Linked DNA regions of Ovis aries: region 2 is linked to region 1. Evidence: chromatin contacts called from public Hi-C data. All regions are on one chromosome and are shown on one strand. The core of a region is the stretch at or near the end of the contact, and the rest is flanking DNA. Distances in the headings are between cores, read along the strand shown.

Region 1 (6,507 bases), core at 2,816-5,315:
GAAGACTTCATAAAGGAGATGGGATTTGAGCAAAGCCTTGAACAAGAGACAGCACTTTCACAAGTGGAAGTGGACAGGGGGACATCCTGGGTAGAAGAAATCATGTATAAAGACGCGGAGCTAAAAATAAGCACAGTACCTATGGAGAAAGGGGCACGTGTGCTTTGTGAAATTGCACAAAAGATGGAATAAGCAGTGTGGGGTAACAGTAGAAGGCCCCGAAAAGCCTGAGCAAGGAACGCAAATGTCACTTACTGAAAGAAGACTTCTTCACCAACCCAGCCAACCAAAGGCAGCAGCCCCACCCACCCACCCCCCAGTCTCTCCAGCACCCTTCACCTTTTCTTTCTAGCACCCGCACAAGTTGTAAGTATCATGTATTTACCTGCACGTTCATCTAATGCTATCTCACCCCAGTCATCCTGAGTACCTAGGAGCACTGGATCTGATACGCAGTAACTGCCCAGTACGCATTAACCGAGTCCATGAACCGACCGGTACTCACTCCTAGTCCTCTTCTACGCAGCTGCCTGTCTTCCTTCCTCCATTGTCTGTCACTCCATGCAGCCTGGTCCCTCTCTGACCGGCCACCTCTTTTAGTTCATCCCTCCTTTTTCCTTGCTCCACCTCAGCCCAGTTCTCAACCCACCATAAAAATAAAAACAGTATATTTTAAAACAGGACTTCACATTTGCAATGTTGTTAACACTCTTTTGAATCTCAACCAATTAAGAACCTATCCCAAGAATCTGCTACTGAAAACGGAGTACTACAGTTACAAGTTGTTACCGAAGCATAACAGATTCATGCATTACATAAACAAACAAGAAAGAGCTATTCCTGTCGTGGCCTTACTTTCCTGAATATGAGATGCTTTGCCCAGAACTGATGATCCTATCTGGTCCATGGAAAGCTGTCCACTGAAGACAGCCAGGACAGTACTCCTCAAAGCTACCAAGGTTACACAGAACAAAAGTGGAGACACTTCCACAGACCAAAGACTGAGGAGACATGACTTTAAATGCAATGCGGTGCCATGGACTGGAGCCTGGAACAGAAAGAGGGCACTAATGGAAAAACTGGCAAAATCCAAATAGTCTGGAATTTAGTTTAAAAAGAAAAGATACATATATACACACACACACACACGCGCGCGCACATAGCTATGGTATTAACAAACAATGAAGACTCAGATTTATAAATATTATCTTATATTATTAAAAAGAGAAAGAGATGGGGGCACACAAGTGAACCAGGAAATGAAACTTAGGTCAGGGTAGCTAGGGGCTTAGAGCTGAAAAAGCTACATGTAGATGGACCTTCATCTTGCTTCTGGTGCTATGCTCTTACCTGAGGCCCTGGAAATTACTTGGCCTGAAACTGCTTGGAATTAACTAGTTTTGACTTCAGAAATAGGCTCCTTAATATACACAACAAGCATTTATTGAGTGCCTACTGTTTACCAGGCACTGTAAAGTTTTGGGGAATACATGGCTGCAAAAGACACAGAAACGGAAGACACCCTCTCTGCTCTCGTAAAAGCTGACTCTCTATTGCAGAAGCCAGGCATTTAACAAGTATCTGTGTAAATGATGAGTGTTTCCAAGCCTTTCAAAGCTGGTTTAAGACTCCTACCAAACAATCCATCAGGACATTTGCTAAACCCAGTTATCACTGGTGTTCTGAATAAGGCCTTCAGCGTGGAATCAGATCACTTGAGATCTGATATCTGTATCACCTGTGATCTGCTAAATCACTTTAACAGAAACTCATTCAGCTGACGTGGTTTGTGACCTGAGATTCAGCATTTCTTCCAGACTCTCAGAGGACAGAGATGCTGCTGGATCACAAACCACACGGAATTAGCAAAGCAGTGAAGGCACCAAAGAAAGCATCCCTCAAACTATCATGTAAAATGCAAGCTCCATAAAGCCAAGGACATTTTGCCTCTTATTCACCATGGTATACCCAGGACTTAAAACTGTGCCTTATACACGGATAGCACTCAATAAACATTTATTGAATAAACAAACAGATATATGGTCTTAGACAAGTTCAACAGTAGCCACTGGTCACATGTGGCTACTGAACACTTGTAACGTGGCTAGTGACTTTTCAAAACTTCAATTTTAATTAATTTAAATAGCCACATGTGGTTAGTGGCTATCATAACGGCCAATCTAGGTCTAGACACAGATGTGATGTTAAGAGCCCTGGATTAATAAGACCTAGGTGTGAATTCCAGCTCTTTGGCTTTAGCTTGTGACCTGGAAAGTTACAATTTCTCAGGGCCTCAACTTCTTCACTTGTGAAAGGAGGAAAAAAATACCCCCCACCCCCCCCCCCACCCCCAACCTCTCAGGGTTCTTGGCAAGAATTGCTACAGGTCATTGTATTAAGCATAAAGTACCATCTCTGCCCTCCAGAAACACTTCACAAAGACTACTCTGACCATTGCCCACACTTGTCAGAAAATGTCAAGTCCGCTTGGTTAGCTGAGTGGCTCTGTGAATGAGGCCAAGGTCATAAGTTCGGAGGAGGGGGTACCTTCACCTAGCAAGGGCTGACCAGGTAAGAGAGGCAATGACACTGCAAATCATCACAATTCCTGGCAAATCTTTAAATGGGCACTGTATTGATTATGGATAAGTAAATGACATTTCATTCATTCATTCTTCCAGGAAGTGCTGCCACATTAACTAAAGCCCGCTGCTTCCCATCCACAGACATTTGCTAATTGGGCCGGGTCCTCTTCGCGGGCAGAGGGCCGGGAAGCCCCCACCTCCGGCCGCCCGCGTGTCCTCCCCTCCTCCGTCGCGCCGGCCCGGCGAGGGTCAGCCTGGCACCGCGGCTCCAAGTACCACACCGCCGGACCGAACCAGGAGCCATATTTAGCTGTATTTTTTGGTCAATAAAACAAACTTCCGTCTTCTAAAGAAAAACGGTCCCAACTCAATGTCAAACTAGGACGGAAACTCGCTGCTCGCCGCAGCTGCCAACCAGAGACGCCGCGTGTCCAGCAGCCCCCGAGTCCCCGACCCGGACCCCGCGCCTCGCGCGCCCGCGCCCCGGCCACGGCCGCGCCGGCCACAAAGGGACGGGAGACGCGGACGCGGCCGGGCCTCTCCGCCTCCGCCGCCGCCCGCCCCGCGCCAGCGGCCGCGGCTCCGGGACGGCCCGGGAGCGGGAGGACACTCACCTCGCTCCGCGCGCGGCGGCGGCGGCGGCAGCGGGCGCTCCTCGGGGCCGGCCCCGGCGGTCGCGGCGCGGTCCCGCGGGCCGCAGCGCGGGCGCTACTCTCGGGCCGCCGTCCGCCGCGCCGCCTTCTCGGCCACTGCCGGCGGCTCCCCCGGCGGGCGGGCGGGCCCGGCGCGGGCCCCGCCTCCGCCGCGCCTGCCCCCGCCTCCGCGCCGGGCCTCGCGGGCTCGGCGCGCTACTCCGGGCGGCCCCGCATGCCGCCGCCGCTGCCGCTCGCTCGGGGCCGCCTCAGCGCGGCGGGCCGGGGCCGCAGGGCCACCCGCGCAGGCCGCTTGGGCGCGGTCCTCCCCGCGCGCGCGGCGTGCTCGCGGCGGCGGCGGCGGCCCGTGCGGCTGCGCGGGGGAGGCGGGGGCGCCGCGCGCTCACCCGGATGCGCCGCCCCCGTCCCTGCGGCGAGCCCACCTCGGGGCCGCGGCGCTTCCCTCGGGGCCCCGGAGGTTCCGGCTCCTCCGCGCCTCTGCCCCCTGCTGGCCCGACCCGCGGGGAGGCGCGGAACCCGAGCCCCGGAGCGAGGGGTCCCCGGGCGAGAGGCTGGGGCTGAGACGGGCTCGGCCGTGCCGTCCGGGCTGGTGGTCTCCACCTGAACCTGGGCACGGACAAAGGGGCGGCTGCCGCCTCCCCAAGTGAAGCACAACTCGGGCCGTTTCACGTCGAGCAGATCGCGGGGTGGGAGGAAAGGACGGTGCCCTCACCGCGCCGACGAGATCCTCTTACCGAGCCCCTGGTTGCTCCTCACCCGCGAGCTGCGGCGCAGGACTCGGAGCTGGAGGACGGTCAGTGGCCCCTCGGCCCGGTCGTGCTGAGCTCTGAGGCCGGCGCCGGGGATGCAGGAGGTTCTGGACCCAGGGTGGGCGGCGAGAGGAGAGGCCCGCGACCGGCACAGCCGGAAGAGGCAGCCAAGCCTTGGGGATACTGAACAGCCGCGGCCCCCCGCAACGCGGGTAACTGGGGCAGTGTCTCCCGCGTGGTGCTGAGAGGGGCCCTTCCACTTGTGCCCTCCTGGAACCACTCTTCCTTGGCACTAATTCCAGTACCTAGCTGTCCGTTAATCTAAGAAAAGACGCAGCCTGGTCTTCTGCCACTCATAGACATAATAAATTTTCTACTTGAATCATTCAGAGGTTTTTGTAAAGTCTTGCTTGCCAGCCAAGAGTTGGAATGATGAAGCTCATGTTTATACTTTTTATTTTTTAAATAAAGGTGTGTTGACAGAAAGAACCAAAAGGCTGGAAGCGAATAATGTTACCGAAGATTGTCTCTGGAATTTTACTATCCTATTTTGTGCTTATCTACATTTTCCAAGTAGTCTAAAATAAAAGTTTAAAGTTGCTTTTTAAAAGTACTTACATAATATTTTGAAACAAAGTGAATCATGATTGGCCTGTTAATGTACCACAAGGAAACTTCACTTTGAAGTTTGCATCTTTTTAAAAAAATAACCATATTAAGAAAAAAAAAAACAAACCATCTCGGGCAAAAGAGAGTTGCAAGTTGTATATCTGCTAAATAAAAACTTGTATTCAGAATATATAAACAACTCATAACTTAATAAGACTAATAATCAAATTTTAAATGGACAAAAAAATGGAATAGGCATTTTACCAAAGAAAATATTTAAATGGTCAACTATAGCATGGAAAGATATTCAACATCATTAGTCACTAGGGAAATGCAAATCAGAACCACAATGAGAAAGCTCCTCACACCCACTATAATGACTGTAATAAGACTGAAAATAGCAAGTGTTGGTGAGATGAGAAATTAGAACCCTGATCTACATTTCTGATGGGTATGTGAAATGGTGCAGCCACTTTGGAAGTTGATTTAAAAGATGCTTTAAAAATTATACATAAGAGTACCACATGCCCCCAGTAATTCCACTCCTAGGTGGAAAAAAAACCTGAGAATATGTTCAGATAGCAAGTTGTATATAAACTTTCATAGGGGCATTGTTGACAATACTCGAAAGGTAGAAACAGTCCAGATGTCCAGCAACTGGTGAATATACTAAGTGTGGTATATGTATACAGTGATTGCTATTCAGCAATAAAACAAAATGAAAAATACATAGAAGATACATGGAAGGTACATACATCACAGAGGAACCTCAAAAACATTAAACTAAGTGGAAGCAGCCAGATGGGTAGCCATCATGGGTAAGGTTAGGCAGTAAGCATATGTCAGCATGGTGAAGGCAGTCTTGGGAGTGGTTAATGGGGATCATAAGCAGTGGGGAAGTTGCCTTGCTTTGGATCTGGTGATAAGAGCAGTACATCTGAAGCATTTGTAAGGGACATGGGCAAGTAATGGTGACTAATTATTGTATTAGTTTACTGATGTCTCTATCCAAAAGCCCCAAATGCTGGGAGCTTACACAGTTCCTTTCTGGCCTGCACTCCAAGTCCTTTGGGGGGTGGCAGTGGGGGTGGGGGACTTCAGCCCAGGCTGAAGAAGAGTCCAGAACAGCGCATGGTTCCTCTTTGGTAGAGACAGTAGAAGGGCACATGGCAAGTTGCACAAGGTCTTCTAACACTTCTCCCCACGTGTCGTTTTTATATATGTGTTTCAATGGCCAAATCAAATGACCTGCCATATGTAACTTTCAAAGAAGCAGGAAAATGCAATAAATCCCAACATTGTTCCCAGAAAGCAGAGAGCTGCAAAAATCTGGATTATAATGTTAATGACTATTGTAAGTACCAAAATTGGAGGATAACTTTTTTTAACCTTTTATTTTGAAATAATTATGAATGCATACGAAGTTGTAAAAACTGTACAGAGACGTACGTCATACCTTCACCCATTCCCCCCAGTGGTTACTTCTTATAATGCTAACCTATAAAAAAGCTATAAACTTGTTAACTATACTTAAGTATCAAAATATCAAAACCTGGAAATTGGCATTGGTACAATGTGTGTGTATGGTTCAGCACCATTTTATCACATGTGCAGATTCTCTAACAATCAAAGTACAGAACTATTCCATCACCACAAAGATCTTCATGCTCTTCCTTCCTAGTCACCCCCATCTCTCCTCCACCCACACCCTCTAACCCCTGGCAACCACAATCTGTTTTATATTTATAATTTTTTTTAATTCAAGGATGTTATGTAATAGAATTATACAGTATGTGACCGCTTGAGACTGGCTTTTTCTTTTTTGTCTCTGCCAGTTAAGCATGGACTGTGGGCCTTCCATGTTGCCCACAGCTTTCTATTTAAAAAAAAAAAAATTCTTATAATTTATTT
Region 2 (6,507 bases), core at 1,441-3,940, 170 kb after region 1:
GAGCCACCAGAGAAGCCCCCTCAAAGCAACAAGCTGGGGCAATCATTTGTTTCCTTTATCACAGGGATCACTGTCCTCTGTTGCCTGATGTCCAGGCTCTTGACAACCATTGTTTCATATATTTCATCCTTTTCTTTCCTTTTCTTTCAGTTGTTTCAGATGGGAAAGTAAATACAGTCTCTGCTACTCTACCTTGGCTAGGAGCAGAATTCTGTTGCCTTTTGAAAACATAATTTATGTGCTTTGGTTTAGCAGTTAAATTCATTCTATTCAATTTAAATTTTTGTTTTGAGGCATGCTGTCATTTAATCACGTTTTAACAAATCCTGACATTCACCATAGCTTGTATTGTTATAAAATATGCCCATGTCTTCCACGTTAAACTTCCTTGCCTGCAACCAGCAAATGCCAGTCTCCACATCCTTTCTTCTCTGAGAGCTAGAACAAACAGCACGTGTTCATGAAATGTTGAAGGTGCCCCTAGTCATCAGATACGCTCCTGCTTTAGCTGGCCACTCTCTAAAACTGAGACCATCAGCCTCACCAACGCTTAGGATGTCCATAGACCCCTTGGGCTCTAGGCAAGCCATTCTGGGGCAGGGAGTGGGAGTTGATACTCATTTTTAAATCCAACATAGTTAACTTTCATGTGTTGGTAGATTTTTTAAAAATAATTTCCATTTATATGAAGATTTTTTTTTGGAGTTTTTCTCCTCTTTCCTAATCCTTGAATTTTTTTTTTTTTCCACCAGCCTATAGCACTTCTAAATAATTCAGACACTGTCCAATCCCACCTACGCTGTCCTGGGGTGGAACTTCATCTCAGAACCACTGGTGCTGTAATATACATGTGATCAGTTGCCATTATAGTCTGGTGAGAGGCAGAACTCCATGAGCGTTCCTATTTACAGGGTGACTAGATATCACCCTGGCTTTGACGTACTACCACCATGGAGCATTTAAACAAAAAGTAGGCTTTTAGTCACGCTGCAACCTCACCCACCGTAGAAACACCTTCCCTGCAGCTACTGCTCCATCTGGTTACTTATGAGTCACCAAAGATCCTCTTGTCATAGCAGGTCTAGTTGTTCAGTAGCTCAGTTATGTCCGACCCTTTGCGACCCTGTGAACTGCAGCATGCCAGGCTTCCCTGTCCTTCCACTATCTCCCGGATGAGTTGCTCAAACTCATGTCCACTAAGTCAATGATGCCATCCAACCATCTCATCCTCTGTCGCCCTCCTTCTCTTCCAGCCCTCAATCTTTCCCAGCATCAGGGTCTTTTCCTATGAGTTGGCTCTTTGCATCAGGTGGCCAAAGTATTAGAGCTTCAGCTTCAGCATCAGTCCTTACATGAATATTCAGGGTTGAGTTCCTTTAGGATTTATAGGTTTGATTTCCTTGCAGTCCTAGGGACTCTCAAGAGTCTTCTCCAGGACCACAATTCAAAAGCATCAATTCTTTGGTGCTCAGCCTTCTTTATCATCCAACTCTCACATCCATACGTGACTACTGGAAAAACCATAGCTGTGACTATAAGGACCTTTGTCAGCAAAGTGACGTCTCTACTTTTTAAGGTGCTGTCTAGGTTTGTCATAGTTTTTCTCCCAAGGAGCAAGCGTTTTTTAATTTCATGACTCCAGTCACCGTGTGCAGTGATTCTGGAGTCCAAGGAAATAAAATCTGTCACCGTTTCCACTTTTTCCCCATCTATTTGCCATGAAGTGATGGGACTGGATGCCATGATCTTTGTTTTTTGAATGTTGAGCTTTAAGCCAGCTTTTCAACAACAATAATGAAAACTTTAAATTTCATTCTTGGGCTGGGTTTCCCATCCCACCTGCAGGGGGAAACATTCTAATGCTTTTCTCTTTTCCCTCCAACCTCTTTTATGACTTTCATCCCATCCTTTGCTGTGACCTTGCAGGGTGGAGGGGAAGGAAGGGCAGGAAGTGCTTGTATAACTTGGAATTCCGTGATGCTCTGGCACCAGCCCTCCCCATAAAGCAAGTCCTTTCTTCCCTGAGGTATTTTTGTGGATTCTTCAATGATCTCCTAGTCTCTGGGGATCTCTTTGCAGTCTGTCACTCAAGACTCCTGCCTCAGCCTCCAGGTGTCTGATGCAGCCTCAGAACTGTGGGGTTCTGAGTGTCGGGGAGCCTTCTCGGTTGGGATACAAGCTGACCCCAGGCCAGCTTTCTCATTTGAGTGGCTGAGCCTGGTCCTTAGGAAACACTCGTGCCTTCCCTCGGTCACTTGGGAAAATAGCACCTGGGTCCAAACTGGGCTGACGGGAGCCCTCTTCTCGGTCGTGCTGTGCTTCAAGGCACATGCAGTGTGTGAAGGGTTTACTCATGGCTGCTGTTGTTCTAAAGCAGGAAGGCAGCAAAAATGCCAGGAAACAGAAATGTCTTAGGGGAAGGGACAACCTGACCAGCTGGACACGTCAGTGAAGGTTCCGCCTCCCCTCAGGCCCAGAAACACTGCCCCATTGTAGGCTGAGTAAGATTTTGTTCCAGAATAGAAATGAAAACACGTGCATACACCAGGTGGCTTTCAGAGCAACCAATACAGTGTCCTTTGACCCATATTCATATCTAGAAACCTGACTGCGAGCAGAGGTCGTGAGGTCTCCTCTGGACGCCACTTGTCTGGGGCCGACTCCCCAGATGGCAAAGCCACTGCACCCAGAACTGAAACCACTCAGAGGAATTTAGCACAAAGAGCTGCTGGGAGGTGTCACAGGGCGGGGTAGGGTGCGTGGGGGTTGCCAGAGGAGATAAACAGAAGAGGGAAGTTATCAGGATTGAGTCACTAGCTTGCCCAGCGGGTATGGCAGGTCATATCTGAGAAACTCAGAGTGGAGCTTGAAGGAGCCTCCTGGAGATCATTCAGTCTGCCCTTGGCAATCCCACTTGAGTGTCACAGACGAAGAAAAAACAGATAATAATAATGGTGGGGTGGGGATTTAGTCGCTAAGTCATGTCTGACTCTTGGGACTCTATGGACTGTATAGCCCGCCAGGCTCCTCTGTCCATGGAATTTTCCAGGCCAGAATACTGGAGTGGGTTGCCATTTCCTCCTCCAAGGGATCTACCCGACCCACGGATTGAACATGTGTCTTCTGCATTGCAGGCAGGTTCTTCACCAACTGAGCCACCAGGGGAAGCCCCAGTAATAATAATACCTGCATTTTTTTTTTAAGCACTTCCTTTTAGCGTAAGCGATTTCCTAGGTGCTTAGGAAAGACTGTCTCATTTATTGTTACCTCCTTTACTTCTCAGGACAATCCCACGCGGTAATTGCTCACTGGCTTCATTTTACAGATGGGGGCACGGAGATTCCGAGAGGTCCTTTCACTTGCCCAGGTGCCCGGGCAGGAAGGGCGGCACCAGGAGGCGGGCCTGTGCACGCGACCCTGTGATTCCCCAACACCATCACACTGTACGGTGGACAAGCTCACTTAGAACCAGATTTAAGATCTGCAAGGATGGTGCAGACGTTTTCACACTTTAGGCTCAGAGTCCGTGAGCAGTGTCGTTGCTTTGGAAATATCAGATTGAAATGCCCAGGGTACAGTGTGAAGACGAGGACACCAAGGGAAAAGGAGAGGTGTGAAAGCATGCCAGCCATATTCACCAGAGCCCCAGTTCAGTTCAGTTCAGTGCAGTCGCTCAGTCGTGTCTGACTCTTTGCGACCCCATGAATCGCAGCACCCCAGGCCTCCCTGTTCATCACCATCTCCCGGAGTTCACTCAGACTCACGTCCATCGTGTCCGTGATGCCATCCAGCCATCTCATCCTCTGTCGTCCCCTTCTCCTCCTGCCCCCAATCCCTCCCAGCATCAGAGTCTTTTCCAATGAGTCAACTCTTCTCATGAGGTGGCCAAAGTACTGGAGTTTCAGCTTTAGCATCATTCCTTCCAAAGAAATCCCAGGGTTGATCTCCTTCAGAATGGACTGGTTGGATCTCCTTGCAGTCCAAGGGACTCTCAAGAGTCTTCTCCAACACCAACCAGAGCCCCAGGGGTCCTGCAAATCAGTCCCTTTTGAGAAACGGAATATTTCCTGCCATATCAGGAAACAAAGATGTCACAGTCATCAACTTCAGTGTGAGTTCCTGGGGCCTAAGGGCACTCAGGGCAGAAGATCCCCTGGAGGAGGTCATGGAAATCTGCTCCAGTATTCTTTTTTTTTTTAATTATTTATTTTAATTGGAGGATAATTACTTTACAATATTGTGGTGGGTTTTGCCATACATCGATGTGAATCAGTCACAGGTACACATGTGCCCCCTATCCTGAACCCCTCCCTCCCGTATTCTTGCCTGGAGAAAATCCCATGGACAGAGGAGCCTGGCAGGCTACAGTCCATAGGGTCCCAAGAGTCGGACACGACTGAACGACTAACATTTCACAAAGTACCTTTAGATCTCCTTACACTACGGCACCAAGAATATCTGATTGCATCTCTGAGTCAGATTCCATTACACCAGTTAAGCTGTTTCCTATGCCTAAAAACTAGACTCTATCAATCCCTTCCACTATTTAACACTCGGGGTGGTTGTCATGATGGGGAAACATCCGTAAACCCAGGGGTTCTGTTCATAGTAGGGTTAGTAAAACACACACACACACACACACACACACACACACACACACACATACCCTGACTCACATCACACGTGCCCCAGACCCCACGGGGCCCTGGAGGATGGGGGTAAGTCCCACAGGAGGATGATCACACTGTAGGCTGTGATATTTTTTAAGTCAACACTTTGCAGGCCTCTAGAGAGGGAGCTGACGGGGCAACAGGTGTGAGACCAGGGGGAAGAAGGGCGGCAATCTTGGCATTGAGGAGGACCGGCCAGGAGAGAAGAGGTGAGAGGTCAGGGAGCAGACCCTCGAGGAGCAGGAAGGCCTGAAAGAAAGCACCAGTCTCTAGGAGGGACTGAAGCGACTTAGCAGCAGCAGAAACAGCAGCAGCAGCTAGGAAGGAAGGGCTCTGGACAAGGAAAGGCCTCTGCGAGGAGAGACTGAACTACACCTGAGAAGGTCTTGGGCTGGGGGATTTGGGGGGCAATGGGCAGGGGATAACTGCGTGAAGGTCATGGGCCCTTGAGGGTACAGAGCAGATTTCAAGGGACAAAGAAAGGAGAACAGACCTCAGAAACTGCCCAGTGTTTGCAGGCAGTGTTGTCTGCGGCCTCGGGTCTGCTGGTGTAGAATTTCCTACGTTCCCACAGCAACCCCCACCCCCACCCCGCCCTCGGTGCCCCCACAGTGGAGCTGTGCATGCGCAGTCCACGCCACCGCTCTGCTTCATTCAAACACATCGCCCCCAAGCGTTGCAACCTCTCCGAAGGAACACCCCAACTCATCGTCCGCGGGACTCCTTGCGCCCTTAGCACGCCCTCCAAATGTGTTATTTTTGTTCCCTCTGTGAGTTTGTGTTCCCACCAGATTGTGAGTACTTAAGTCGTGACTTCTTCATCTGGGTATCCCTTCAACAGCTTCCCGACCCCAAAGACAGTTGTTTAGATATTAACAATAATAGTTTGTCAACTCTACCCAGATGGGAGTAAGTGGTCATCCCCGGCCACAGCCAAAGGCACGAGTGAAACAATGGACTTGAAAATCGTATTCACCTTGCGCCCTCTTGTGGAGGAGAAGGCAAAAACACTGTATTACTTCAGTGGACCATTTCACCTTCTCCTCTAATTATAGTGATAATGCAATATTGAGTTAAAATATATTGGAATACAAATATGGGCTTCCCAGGTGGTGCTAGTGGTAAGAACCCGCCTGCCAATGCAGGAGAAACAAGAGACGCGGGTTCCATCTCTGGGTCAGGAAGATCCCCGGAGGAGGGCACAGCAACCAACTCCAGTATTCTTGCCTGGAGAATCCCATGCACAGAGGAGCCTGGTGGGCTATAATCCATAGAGTTGCAAAGAGTCGGACAAGACTTAGGCGACTCAGCACACACACACACAGAAATACAAATATATCTTTCAATATTTAATTTTAATTTAATATTATCATACATTTAAATGATGACTCTAAATATAGGTATAATACAAAATTAGTCATCTTTTCCATTTTATGATTTTGTAAGCATTGTTCACAGGTGGGCCAGAAATTGTTATATATTTTCTTTCTGGTGATACCCTTGTATGTTCTTGCTCTTGGAAGATCATTACATTGCTTCTTTTTTATTTGCTTAGTTTTCTAGGTGTTGTCAACATTAATGGTCAGACTCTCTTGATGAAGCTGTAAGGGTCTCTCAGTATTGTTAAACAAATCTGGAACCTTCAACAATACTATTAAACGTTACTGAAACTGAGTAGGAAGGTGGGGAAAAATAAGTGAAGGAGATTAAGAGGTACAAACCTCTAGTTATAAAATAAATAAGCTACAGGGATAGAATATACAGCATAAGGAATATAGCCCACAATTTTGTATTATCCTTGTGTGGGGACAGATGGTTACTAGATCTATTGCATAAT

The links. A called contact is a pair of places that touch in the nucleus more often than the background predicts.
Region 2: a Hi-C map of hypothalamus shows a contact between it and region 1, with 6 times the contacts expected there. The contact joins the enhancer-like site here to the promoter of GALNT1 in region 1. A contact is called at or near these places in 4 of 16 Hi-C or Micro-C datasets (blood, hypothalamus and tail adipose tissue).

The regions. Positions count from the first base shown.
Region 1 is chr23:21,858,450-21,864,956 of ARS-UI_Ramb_v3.0, forward strand. It overlaps GALNT1 (polypeptide N-acetylgalactosaminyltransferase 1), which reads right to left and starts at 4,066. Exons shown (of 12, transcript XM_042239388.1): 1 at 3,973-4,066.
Region 2 is chr23:22,030,726-22,037,232 of ARS-UI_Ramb_v3.0, forward strand. The region is part of intron 1 of LOC132658493 (a long non-coding RNA gene); the gene reads left to right. Among named protein-coding and RNA genes, the nearest start is that of ZNF24, 44 kb to the right of the region's middle. Within about 2 kb of position 2,691, at least 17 of the 54 cell types and tissues checked have an H3K27ac peak or open chromatin away from gene starts, as enhancers often do. A contact at or near this core is called in hypothalamus, where this site is marked.